3 separate regions of the Mus musculus genome follow, and regions 1 and 3 are each linked to region 2. Evidence: chromatin contacts called from public Hi-C and HiCAR-type data. All regions are on one chromosome and are shown on one strand. Each heading gives the region's core, a stretch centred on a gene start, on an enhancer-like site or on the middle of the called end of the contact. The rest is flanking DNA. Distances are from core to core; before and after follow the strand shown.

The links. Hi-C and Micro-C count contacts between places; a contact is called where the count stands out from the background. HiCAR-type assays count read pairs that join an accessible place to other places.
Region 1: a Hi-C map of neutrophils shows a contact between it and region 2, with 2.2 times the contacts expected there. The contact joins two enhancer-like sites. A contact is called at or near these places in 8 of 39 promoter capture datasets (3T3-L1-derived adipocytes, the C10 cell line, the HPC-7 cell line and 4 more), 11 of 484 Hi-C or Micro-C datasets (the G1E-ER4 cell line, LSK cells, bone marrow-derived macrophages and 7 more) and 2 of 115 datasets of contacts at active chromatin or transcription factors (embryonic stem cells and stem cell-derived neural progenitor cells).
Region 3: a HiCAR-type map of embryonic stem cells shows a contact between it and region 2, with 5 times the contacts expected there. The contact joins two enhancer-like sites. A contact is called at or near these places in 6 of 39 promoter capture datasets (the C10 cell line, the HPC-7 cell line, cranial neural crest and 3 more), 1 of 15 datasets of contacts at CTCF or cohesin (pro-B cells), 1 of 484 Hi-C or Micro-C datasets (nephron progenitors), 3 of 115 datasets of contacts at active chromatin or transcription factors (all in embryonic stem cells) and 3 of 9 other capture datasets (adipose tissue, embryonic stem cells and liver).

Annotation. Positions count from the first base shown.
Region 1 is chr8:18,766,373-18,769,493 of GRCm38.p6, forward strand. The region is part of intron 12 of Mcph1 (microcephaly, primary autosomal recessive 1); the gene reads left to right. Among named protein-coding and RNA genes, the nearest start is that of Angpt2, 26 kb to the left of the region's middle. Within about 2 kb of position 1,794, at least 65 of the 459 cell types and tissues checked have an H3K27ac peak or open chromatin away from gene starts, as enhancers often do. A contact at or near this core is called in the G1E-ER4 cell line, hematopoietic stem and progenitor cells and neutrophils, where this site is marked.
Region 2 is chr8:18,934,708-18,937,841 of GRCm38.p6, forward strand. Xkr5 (X-linked Kx blood group related 5) reads right to left here. Exons shown (of 7, transcript NM_001113350.2): 6 at 2,520-2,631. Among named protein-coding and RNA genes, the nearest start is that of Gm40464, 14 kb to the right of the region's middle. Within about 2 kb of position 1,699, at least 144 of the 459 cell types and tissues checked have an H3K27ac peak or open chromatin away from gene starts, as enhancers often do. A contact at or near this core is called in the G1E-ER4 cell line, the HPC-7 cell line, embryonic stem cells and 2 more, where this site is marked.
Region 3 is chr8:18,697,876-18,701,084 of GRCm38.p6, forward strand. The region is part of intron 12 of Mcph1 (microcephaly, primary autosomal recessive 1); the gene reads left to right. Angpt2 (angiopoietin 2) reads right to left here. Exons shown (of 9, transcript NM_007426.4): 6 at 1,193-1,294; 7 at 169-335. Among named protein-coding and RNA genes, the nearest start is that of Angpt2, 42 kb to the right of the region's middle. Within about 2 kb of position 1,761, at least 80 of the 459 cell types and tissues checked have an H3K27ac peak or open chromatin away from gene starts, as enhancers often do. A contact at or near this core is called in the HPC-7 cell line and embryonic stem cells, where this site is marked.

The DNA.
Region 1 (3,121 bases), core at 544-3,043, 170 kb before region 2:
GTCAGAGCTGAGGGCCCAGGAAGAGTGTGGACCAGCTCCTGCACCCCCACCCTGTGCCTCCATTCCTCCCCCTGACTCTTGCCAGGAGAATGGCCGATAGCTGTAAGGTGAATGTCCCTGGAGAGCGCCCTTGACAGTGTAAAGCAGAGTTCTCCCTTGAGTGAGGAAGCCTCTGGAAGACCATTTCAGCTTCCCATGCAAGAGAAGAAGATGAAACCTCATCTCTTGCTATTCAGCTGAAGACATTGGGGCATGTAGGTGAAACATGGCTTGTCAGTGACCTCAGGACAGCAGTAGTATCAGCCACCATAATCCATCATCTGAGAAGCATGTGAGAGTGTGACCTTACTGTGGGTGCCCCTCTGCTCTGTAGAACTAAGAGGTAACCAGCACTTGGAGAATGTGGTCAGACTCCTTAGAGACAGCCCCAGCTGTGGCTTACCCATCAAATGTGATTTAGCTTGTGACTTTGCAAAATACAGTGTGTTGTACAAACTCTGCCTGGGGAGATGTGAACAGAAACATATTTATCTCCCAGACAGGCCACCAATCAGGCCCAAGTGATGAGAGGATACCACTCAAGTCCAGCTTGGAGGACCAATAGAATGACTGCCCTTGCTTAAAAGAAATGTGGGTAACCCCAAGTCAGCTACATCCCCAGAAAGTCTCAGTCTAGCATGGATGCTCCATATGGATGACATGTAGCTGCATAGACACATGTGTGGAGCTCTCATACACTCACTTAGCCCTCTGTGTATGCTAGCTACCACTTCCGAAGACCAGGAGACCATGTGCAGCCGGGGCAGAATTAAACAGGCTGGGAGCTAGACACCAGAGGGACAAGTGGAACTCTCAGGTACGGGTCCCATAACCCTTCCCACTGCTTCCTTCTTGTTGGTAATGTCAATGCTAGAACCTTGAGGTTCTCTTGTGAGTGGTCACAATCTCTCTGGTTAAAATAGCTGTTATGCTTGGAGGACAGCATCGCACAGCACGGTGCTTTATGACCGAAAAGCAAAATGCACAATTGCCCCTGCTTAGCTGGGGACAGAGAGAATGGGGTACAGTGCTGCTGGCTTCTAGCTACTTAAGCTATGTATTTTATACCCCACCCCACCCCTGGCCCTATTTAGATGATATTGCGCCACCACGCCCGGCTGATATTTCTCAAAGTAAATACAAGTGGGGCTTTTAAAGGTCTTCATAAAAGCGAAAATGTAAAGAGCTCCTGGGAAATGAGGCTGTCCTTTCAACTTGGCTTCCAACCCACTTCCGCAGTCATATAAATAGGAAGGCCTCTTCCTCGTTTCAATATCTTAAAAAGAAACCTTGATGTTACGTGTTGACCTAAGAGGAATGCCTTCCTCCTAGGGCAGACGGAAGGATATTCTTCAGGAATGCGAAGCTTGTGACAGGAATTATTGATACCTTTGGAATTTTTTCCCAAGTGACTCAGGGCTTCTTCAAACCATTACCTAGGAATTAGTCAGGGACTGCGTGTCGCCGTCCCCAACTGTTTTAAAGCAGAGCTGAGCACAGCGTAAGCGAGAAAGGCGCGAATGTGCCTTTGCGTGGTCTTCCCGCGCTGGGTGACTCTTGTTTTCCTGCACACTTTAATTAGAATGTTTCTACATTTGCCAAAGAAAATGTTGGAATGGAGACAAAACCGTGAAATTATAGGAACAGGGCTTGATGTAATAGCTTATTTGTGAAGGAAGCACAACTTGTTTGGTATTTTATTGAAGCAGGAAGTTCGGAGCCTCAGAACACACAAGCACAACAAATTCTCAGGTGCCGCTTGAGTCATCTGCTGTTGGCAGCGCCACTGGTAGCTTTCCCTGCGCTGACTTTTATCTTCTGGTTTGTTTTTTCTTTTTTGCAGAGTCACGAGGGTCAGGTGGGGTAGGAAATGACACAGAGCTTTAAAAAGATTGTGTAATTTTTTAAAAAAATGTACAGGTTGTGTACATTTTTTAAAGATAAGCTATGAGGATTAAACAGAGCAGGTCGGGCAGCCTCCCCTTAACCATATTGATACTTTTTTTGTACTTATCAACTTACAAAACAAGGAAACGTGAAATAAAATGAGAATCTGCCTGAAATGGTAACTGTCGCTCTGGGGAATCAGGGAATCGTATAGAGACAATCAAGATGAGAAGCGCTGTGGTTTGTTTCTCTGTTTTCTATTGGCTTTTGGCCACGGGAACTGAATGATAGACCCACAGCATTAAAAAGTTTGAGAAATATCTCGGGCTGACTGACACCGTTTTGTTTCATATGCAGAAATCATTGAGTTTCTGTCTTGTTTTTTGTTTCTGTCTGAAAACTCGGGTCTAGATGGTGCTTTGAGATGTGTAAAAATCTCCAGCCACCCTGGCACCACATGGTGGGTGTATTAAATACCTGTGAGTTTTCTGTCAAGTGACTGCTCCTGGTAGCACTTGAGTGAAGTGCTGGGATGGGATCCGATGGAGAGGAGGGAGGGAGGGCGGGGGGGCGGGGATAAGGGAAGGCAGGACCCAGGTCCTATCTGAATTGCTGTGTATCCTGCAGGATGTGAGGCTGGTGACCAGTTCACGGCTAGTAACCAAGCCTGTGTGGAGACAGGTGACAAGGCAGAGTCGTGCCTCAGGAAGGAGCATGCGCAGATCCCACAGATCAGGCATTAACTAACTGCCTAAGGGCTAAGAGCCAGCGCCAGCAGGGTGGGGCTTCATTCACTACCTGGCATGAGGGCACCTTCCTGGTGATACTTGAGAGATTATCTCTCTGCAGGTGAAATGAGCCAATTCAAAGCAAAGTAGGTTATATTAAATGCAGATTTATTGAGACTCTGCTCTCTCATAAAGATAGGTGAGTTCACTGGCCCCCAAGATCTAAGGCCAGGAAAGTCACTATGGAGAAACAGAGGGGGCGGAGCATACACACAGAGAGAGAAGTGGAGAAGAGAGAGGCACCAAATATCCTTTATCTATATAAGATATTATATGCTAATTAGGTATGCTAATTATGTATGCTAATTAGGGACTGAGGGATGCCAGGCAACCTTGGGGCCAGGTCTGCTTTGGTATGTAAAATATGCACCTCAGTCCCTTGTCAGAGTCCAAAACCTTTGTTCTTC
Region 2 (3,134 bases), core at 449-2,948:
ATGGAACAATATAATGTTGACCAACAACAAGGTTCTGAGATTTCAGAACTGACCCTATCAATGGGTCAAGATTTTAAAGAGGGCCCAGCACCTACCAGCTAGGAATGTTTTGAAACTGTACACCATGGCTTCGCTTCTTTTGAGTCTCTCAGCCATTTTCCTGGAGGGCATCTTCCATTGACCGCTTGGCGTCACTTGCAGATTTGTGCATGCATGCGAGTGAGCACCAGAGGCATGGTAGAGATCTCCCAAAATCTTTCAGAATCCCACCACCAGCACAGTGTGGAAAGATGCCAAAGCCAGGGCAGGCAGGAGGTAAGAAAGCGGCCTCAAAAACAAGAGCCCGAAGCAGAGGTCAGTCATGCTCCTCAGAGCCGTGTCGGGGCATTTCCATGAACAACAACAACAACACTTCCTCTGTGCACAAACAGCTTAATCACATTGTTGTCAGTTTCATTTGTGTCGATCAGAAGTGTTGACTGCTGCAATAATCTCTTTACCAGAGCATTCCAGTAAGCCACCCACGTTGTTTCCAGTTTCCTGTCGCACTGGAGAAAGTGCCTGTGTTCAGGGGTGTTCATTAGGCGAGTAGAAGATGGGAACTAAGTGTGAGGAGGGGGGCTGAAGGCACCAGGAGATGGCAGCATGACAGACCGTAGGAAGAGCCCAAAGGACAGTGCCCCCAGACCCTCAGTGACTCTGGGGACAAGAGCAGGCCCTGGGCAGGGCACTGGTTTGTGGAAAATCAGAAGTGGGGACAAGGACCAGCAGTCCTGTCTGCATTGAACATAGCTCACATACTAGCTTCTATGCCTTGGATTCTCACTGAGCCCTAGCAATATGCAGTCACTCATCTTTGGCAAACAAATCCCAGCAAGGTCAGGAAAGAACAGCAAGCCAGAGGATGTTACCCAACACTACCCTGTGCACCCCGGGCACCAGTTAGGCAGCGGGATCTGCCATGGCCAGAGGCACCGGGTGTGTTGATTTTCTGTAGGATCCTGCCACCTGCTGGATTCTTGGCTGTAGCTCCAGGCTGGTGTGTAGTAGGCACTCAATACACGTTTGTCCAGTGAAAGAAGGAAACAGGGAGCCTGGATTTGGGCAGGAACTATCTCAAGTCTGTGTTCTTGATACTATAGTTCTCTTTAAAAAAATATTACTTGTTTTCTTGAGATGAAGCCTTGATTCATAGCCCAGGCTGGTCTCAAACCTGAGTCAATCCTCCTGTCTCAGCTAAGTGTTTGGATCGCACTGCTTGTACGGTTCATTTATAATAGTGTTGGGCATGAAACCTGGGGCTTCTTGAATGCTAAACAAGCACTCTACCCATGATCTGTTTCTGGATATATATATTTTAATAGGGTTTTTCTTCTTAGCCCAGGCTTGCCACAAACTTACTATGTAGGCCATGATGGCTTAGAACTCACAACAATGCTCTTCTTGCCTCTGCCTCCTAAGCACTGGAGTTATAGAAACAAACCATCATGTCTGTCAATAACATACGATGATATGACTTTAAACATGTATTAAATATAATTTTCTATAATGCCCGAGTTTAAGGACTGACTCAGTTTGGTTGTTCCTGTTCTGTCTTTTGACATACTCTCCCTTTCCTGCTGGAGATTGCCAGGAGGCCAAAGGAGTCACAGATGTGTCCAGCGCCACCTGCTGTTGGGCAACGGAGCAGCATGACACAGCCCAGTCCTTTCTAAGATGACAGGGCAGTTTTACTTCCTCCTATCCTGTTTACTGGACTGGGTCATACCGCCTGTGAACGAAGTGGTTAGGTCTCTCAGCTGTGAGGACTGTCACATCATATCCCAGTGGATCCCCTCTCCGCAGGAAGATGACTAGACAGAGGCCACTTTGTAGGTGGCGGAGTAACTCTTGCCTGGACACCTCGCTGTTTGGCCATTCACTTGCAAGCATGCTGCTTAGAAATCGGCCACTCAATGTATAGGCAGCATTTTGGACAGACGTGGCTGCTCCTACCTTTCCTTGAGGCCCCCATCAGTCTAGTCAGGTCTACAAAGCTAAGCTCAGAGTCTTAGGGCACTTACCTACAGCATGGGTCCCATCCCCTGCCCACTGCCCCTAACCTGTTCCCTGTCCTTCCTGTTAGCATTTCCTCTAGGCTCCGCCCAACAGTTGCCTAGCAACAGCCAGTACTAGGTTCCTAAATAAGAAAAAACAAAACAAAACAAAACAACAACAACAAAACAATTGTTCTTCTTATACGCAAGACAATCAGGGATTAGTGAGCTGTGGGTTCAGTAAGAACCCCTGACTCAGTAAGTGGAAAGTGGCTAAGGAAGACATCTGACATCAGCTGCAGGCCTCCACATACACACCACACATGAGCATCCCTACACATACCAATATATGCACATCCATGCATATATACCATACATATGTATATAACATATGTGCACACACTTGAAAATGAAAAGAATAAACATAAAATACAAATACAAGTTGGAAAGGAAGTGTGGCTAAGAAGGCTCAGTAGGTCTTACCAATCAGAAATCCAGACAAGACTCCCACCACAGTCCACAGGCTGGTCCCTGGTACTCCCTGCAGAAAGTCAGTGGCCAGTAGTAAGAGTATGGAGTTCTCCAGCAGCATAACCTGTGGGGACAAGAGAGAGTCACCATACCTGGGGGTCTGCTATCTGCACCTCTTCCCTCCTGTCCCTAGTACCTGCTGGGGTTCACAAACCAAGGAGCCTCCACCGAACAGAAGCTAGGCTCCAGGGGGAATGTTTCTACCCAGGAAGGCTTGCTGACGTCATTCATGGGAACATCCCCAGAGTCACAGACACAGGAAAATAGACTGAGCTTTGGCACAAGTGTTTCTATGTAGCCCACACTAAGATGGCTGACAGATGCTGGCACTGATCTAACAGCCCAAGGCTACATTCCTGGGGTGAATTGTCAGCCCCTTGAACTTCCTGCCTGAGGAATCACAGCTGCCGGGTGGAAACACAATGAGAGATAACTAGGGCCCTCACTGTTCTTATCCATCTCCTACCCCACCCTCACAACGACCCACCTCAAGGACCTGAGAACATCGCTTTGAAATACAAACATTCAAGGAGGTCACTCCCCCAGCTTGCGAGCACTTGCTCTTTA
Region 3 (3,209 bases), core at 511-3,010, 240 kb before region 2:
TAGGGACTGGTTTAGGGTCTTGACCATGCTAGGCAAGTGCTACTCCAGTGAGTTAACATCTCTAGCCAAAGCTAGGATTTTGAAACTAGAGGAACTGAGAGACGGTGATGCCCCCGAGAAGCAGCAGTTCCGTGTGACCCAGTCGTGGCTCCATGACAACTTGCTTACCTGTAGTTGGACTCTTCACCAGCGAGGTAGAAGTGATCATACAGCGAATGCGCCTCGTTGCCTTCCCAGTCCTTCAGCTGGATCTTAAGCACGTAGCGGTGCTGACCGGTCAGCTGGGAGACAAACTCATTGCCCAGCCAGTACTCTCCCAGAGGGCTCCCGAAGCCCTGCAACCGAGAGAGTAGAGTCAGTCAGCTGTTTGTTCTTGTGTTTGGAATCCATCACCTTAGTACCATCTTAGGTGAGAGGATGGTACTCCTAGCCCTGGGCTGTACAAATGCAAGGTCTTGCACACAGAAAAAGATTTTGTTTTTTTTTTATTTAATTTTGAGAGATAGAAGAGGAGTCGTAAATACATGCCACCATGGGCCTGCGATGTCACCAGCACCGTGGATGTTAGCTGTACTCTCTGCCTTATTTGGGGCAGGCTTCCCTTTCACCACTGTGTTATTCTAAGACCAGCTGGCCCACAGGGGTCTGGGGAGTCACTTGTCCTTGTCTCCCCTTGTCATAGGATTACAGATGAGAGCTAATGTGTTCAGCCTTATACGGGTTCTGGGGATTCGAAATCAAGTCCCCACACTTGCCCAGCAAGGATCTTATGCCAGCACAGGAAATAGATTTTCTTTAAGTCAGTTTTAAGGACCTGAGCTGTTCTTAGAAATATAACTGTTACATAGCTAAAGCTACTGGGATAACCATGAACAGAGATGCTGTTGTTGGGAACAGCCAGAACCAACCTGGGTACCATGAACCGTATCCATAGTAGTGACATTTATGCTGTGGAAGCCTGACAACAGAGCAGCTTACCCAGTGTGCTCTGTATTACGTTTCAGTTCCTTTGACTACGATGTTTTTTAAGAGAGAGAGAGAAACGGCTGGGCACAAAGAATCATATCATAAGTAACTTCTTCAGAAGCCATCGGTCAGTTCTGAATTTGTGTTAATTCAAAGTTCTGAAGAACTTGGGAAATTGGCTTTCCCAAAGGAAAGTACTTTCTTATCTTAGTGCATACTTCCTTACCTCTTTGTATTCTTTCCACGTCCTCTGGAAGTCCACACTGCCATCTTCTCGGTGTTGGATGACTGTCCACCCTCCTCCACCCACGTCCATGTCACAGTAGGCCTGCAGGAGAAGCACACAGTTACTGCAGGCTGAACATTGGTGACCCAGGCTGCTACAGCAGCGGTGTGTTCCCAGGGGGCTCTGTGGTAACCAGGGGAGTGAATCGTTGCTGTCAGGTCTTTAGAGTGATTTTAAAATGATGATGATTCACAAGCAGTCAGACCACATGAGTCACTGGTGAAAAGGAACTTCCTGCTCTGGCTGTAGAGTCCCACGCCATAATTGTTTTTGAGAGTGATTCCCTGTACCTGGGAAACTGGCAGATTCTCCTCAAATCCCATATCTTTAGAAAAACACAGACTTGTGTTCATAGCACTGACAACCCTCGATGCTGGCTACACCCTGTGTCCATTAGCTACAAGGTACCAAACTCCCGCCATGTTTTCCTGCTGTTGGGCTTCCTTTGTGCGCAGAGAAAGCCAGTTTCTCCTGCCTGTGAGGGCCTGGGGGGAGGGGTTTCTGCAGCGCCAGCACCATGTGACCCAGCTTGACCAGGCAGCTCTGACACTGGTTTGATTTCAGGCTTCTACATACTTCCTTTGTTGCCTGCGGCATTTTTCCCCAGTATTTCTGCTTTTAAACTGCCTCAGTGGTCTTTAAATTTTTTGCCTGGAACACAAAATTCTTTGGGCTTGAATGTTTAATTTCAACTCAGCTGGAGTTTTATTGTAAAAATTAAAACCCCCTGAAAATAAGATTATATAAATACTTTATGAGATTACAGTAGAACCAAAAGAAAAAAAGTTTTCCAGAAAATAAGATAATTTCCCTAAAGCATACATGGTAGAAATATTAGGCTTCCCAACCAGTTGTGAATATTCTTCCTTTGTTCGGTGCCATGGTCTTTGGAGACCTAGGAGGACCATTTTTGCAGGGTTAACTTTAATATAGCTGCTCTGTGTTTGTGATTTAGAGCTAAAAGAGCCACATGAGCCTCTCACCCTATTTCTTCATATTGCCTATAAGGAACTAAACCCAAAGGAATCCATACTGTCCTCCATGTTGTTGTCCTCTGTCGGACATGGTCCTTGAGACCATCAGTGGACTGCTTTACTGAGAGGCCTCTCTCCACCATTATTCTACCCCCACTCCAAAGGTCCTGGCCTCCTGTTTCCCTCCGCAGTGACTTGGGTTTAGAAAGGCCTGGTGGCATGAAATAGAATCACTGTGTCCTCGGTGTAACTATTCAAAAACACATGACAGACTTGCTGGAGTTCTGGTTATCACAGGACAGATTTGCTGAAGGAACCCCCAGTTGTCACAGTGTATAAAGGGCTGGTTTCTGTAGTTAACCAGTTTGACTCTCTTGTGCGCAACTTGTCAGATATCTCACACAAGTTACCTGCCATGTCACATCACTCTAGAGATGATTGATTTGACACAGGTTCATTTGGTCAGTCACAGGGCCAAAAGGTGAGAGGAATTTGAATATGGTCTCCTTGATTCCTGTGTCATATCTTTTCCATGGCAGCATGCTACTCAAAACAGAGAAATTTGAACCTTTTGATAGGCGGGCAGATTACCACTGAAGTCAGTTCATGAGGAATCCTTCATCTTATTTGCCTGTGATCAACCAGATGACCAGTGCTGCACCGTTTTACACAGTGTCTTATAAAAACCTCACGTGGGGCACTAGGGTAAGGACCCCATGGCTATGCAAACACATTAACTCCCCAGCATCCTGAGTGGCTTGTTGGTAAATGGGAAGAAATGTTTGTAGTGAGCCCACCCTCGTTCTAATATCTGATTCCTTAGTGTTAAAATCTTCACAGTGCACTTAGTTGCCTGATGGTATTTAAAGCAGGCTTTTTTCCTGCCTAGAGGATCATTTTATCTTGTGGGAGTCAAAAGCAAGAGTCCCAACGTTGAGGGTCACTGCTACTATATAAATAAATTACATGAACCATGTTTCTAT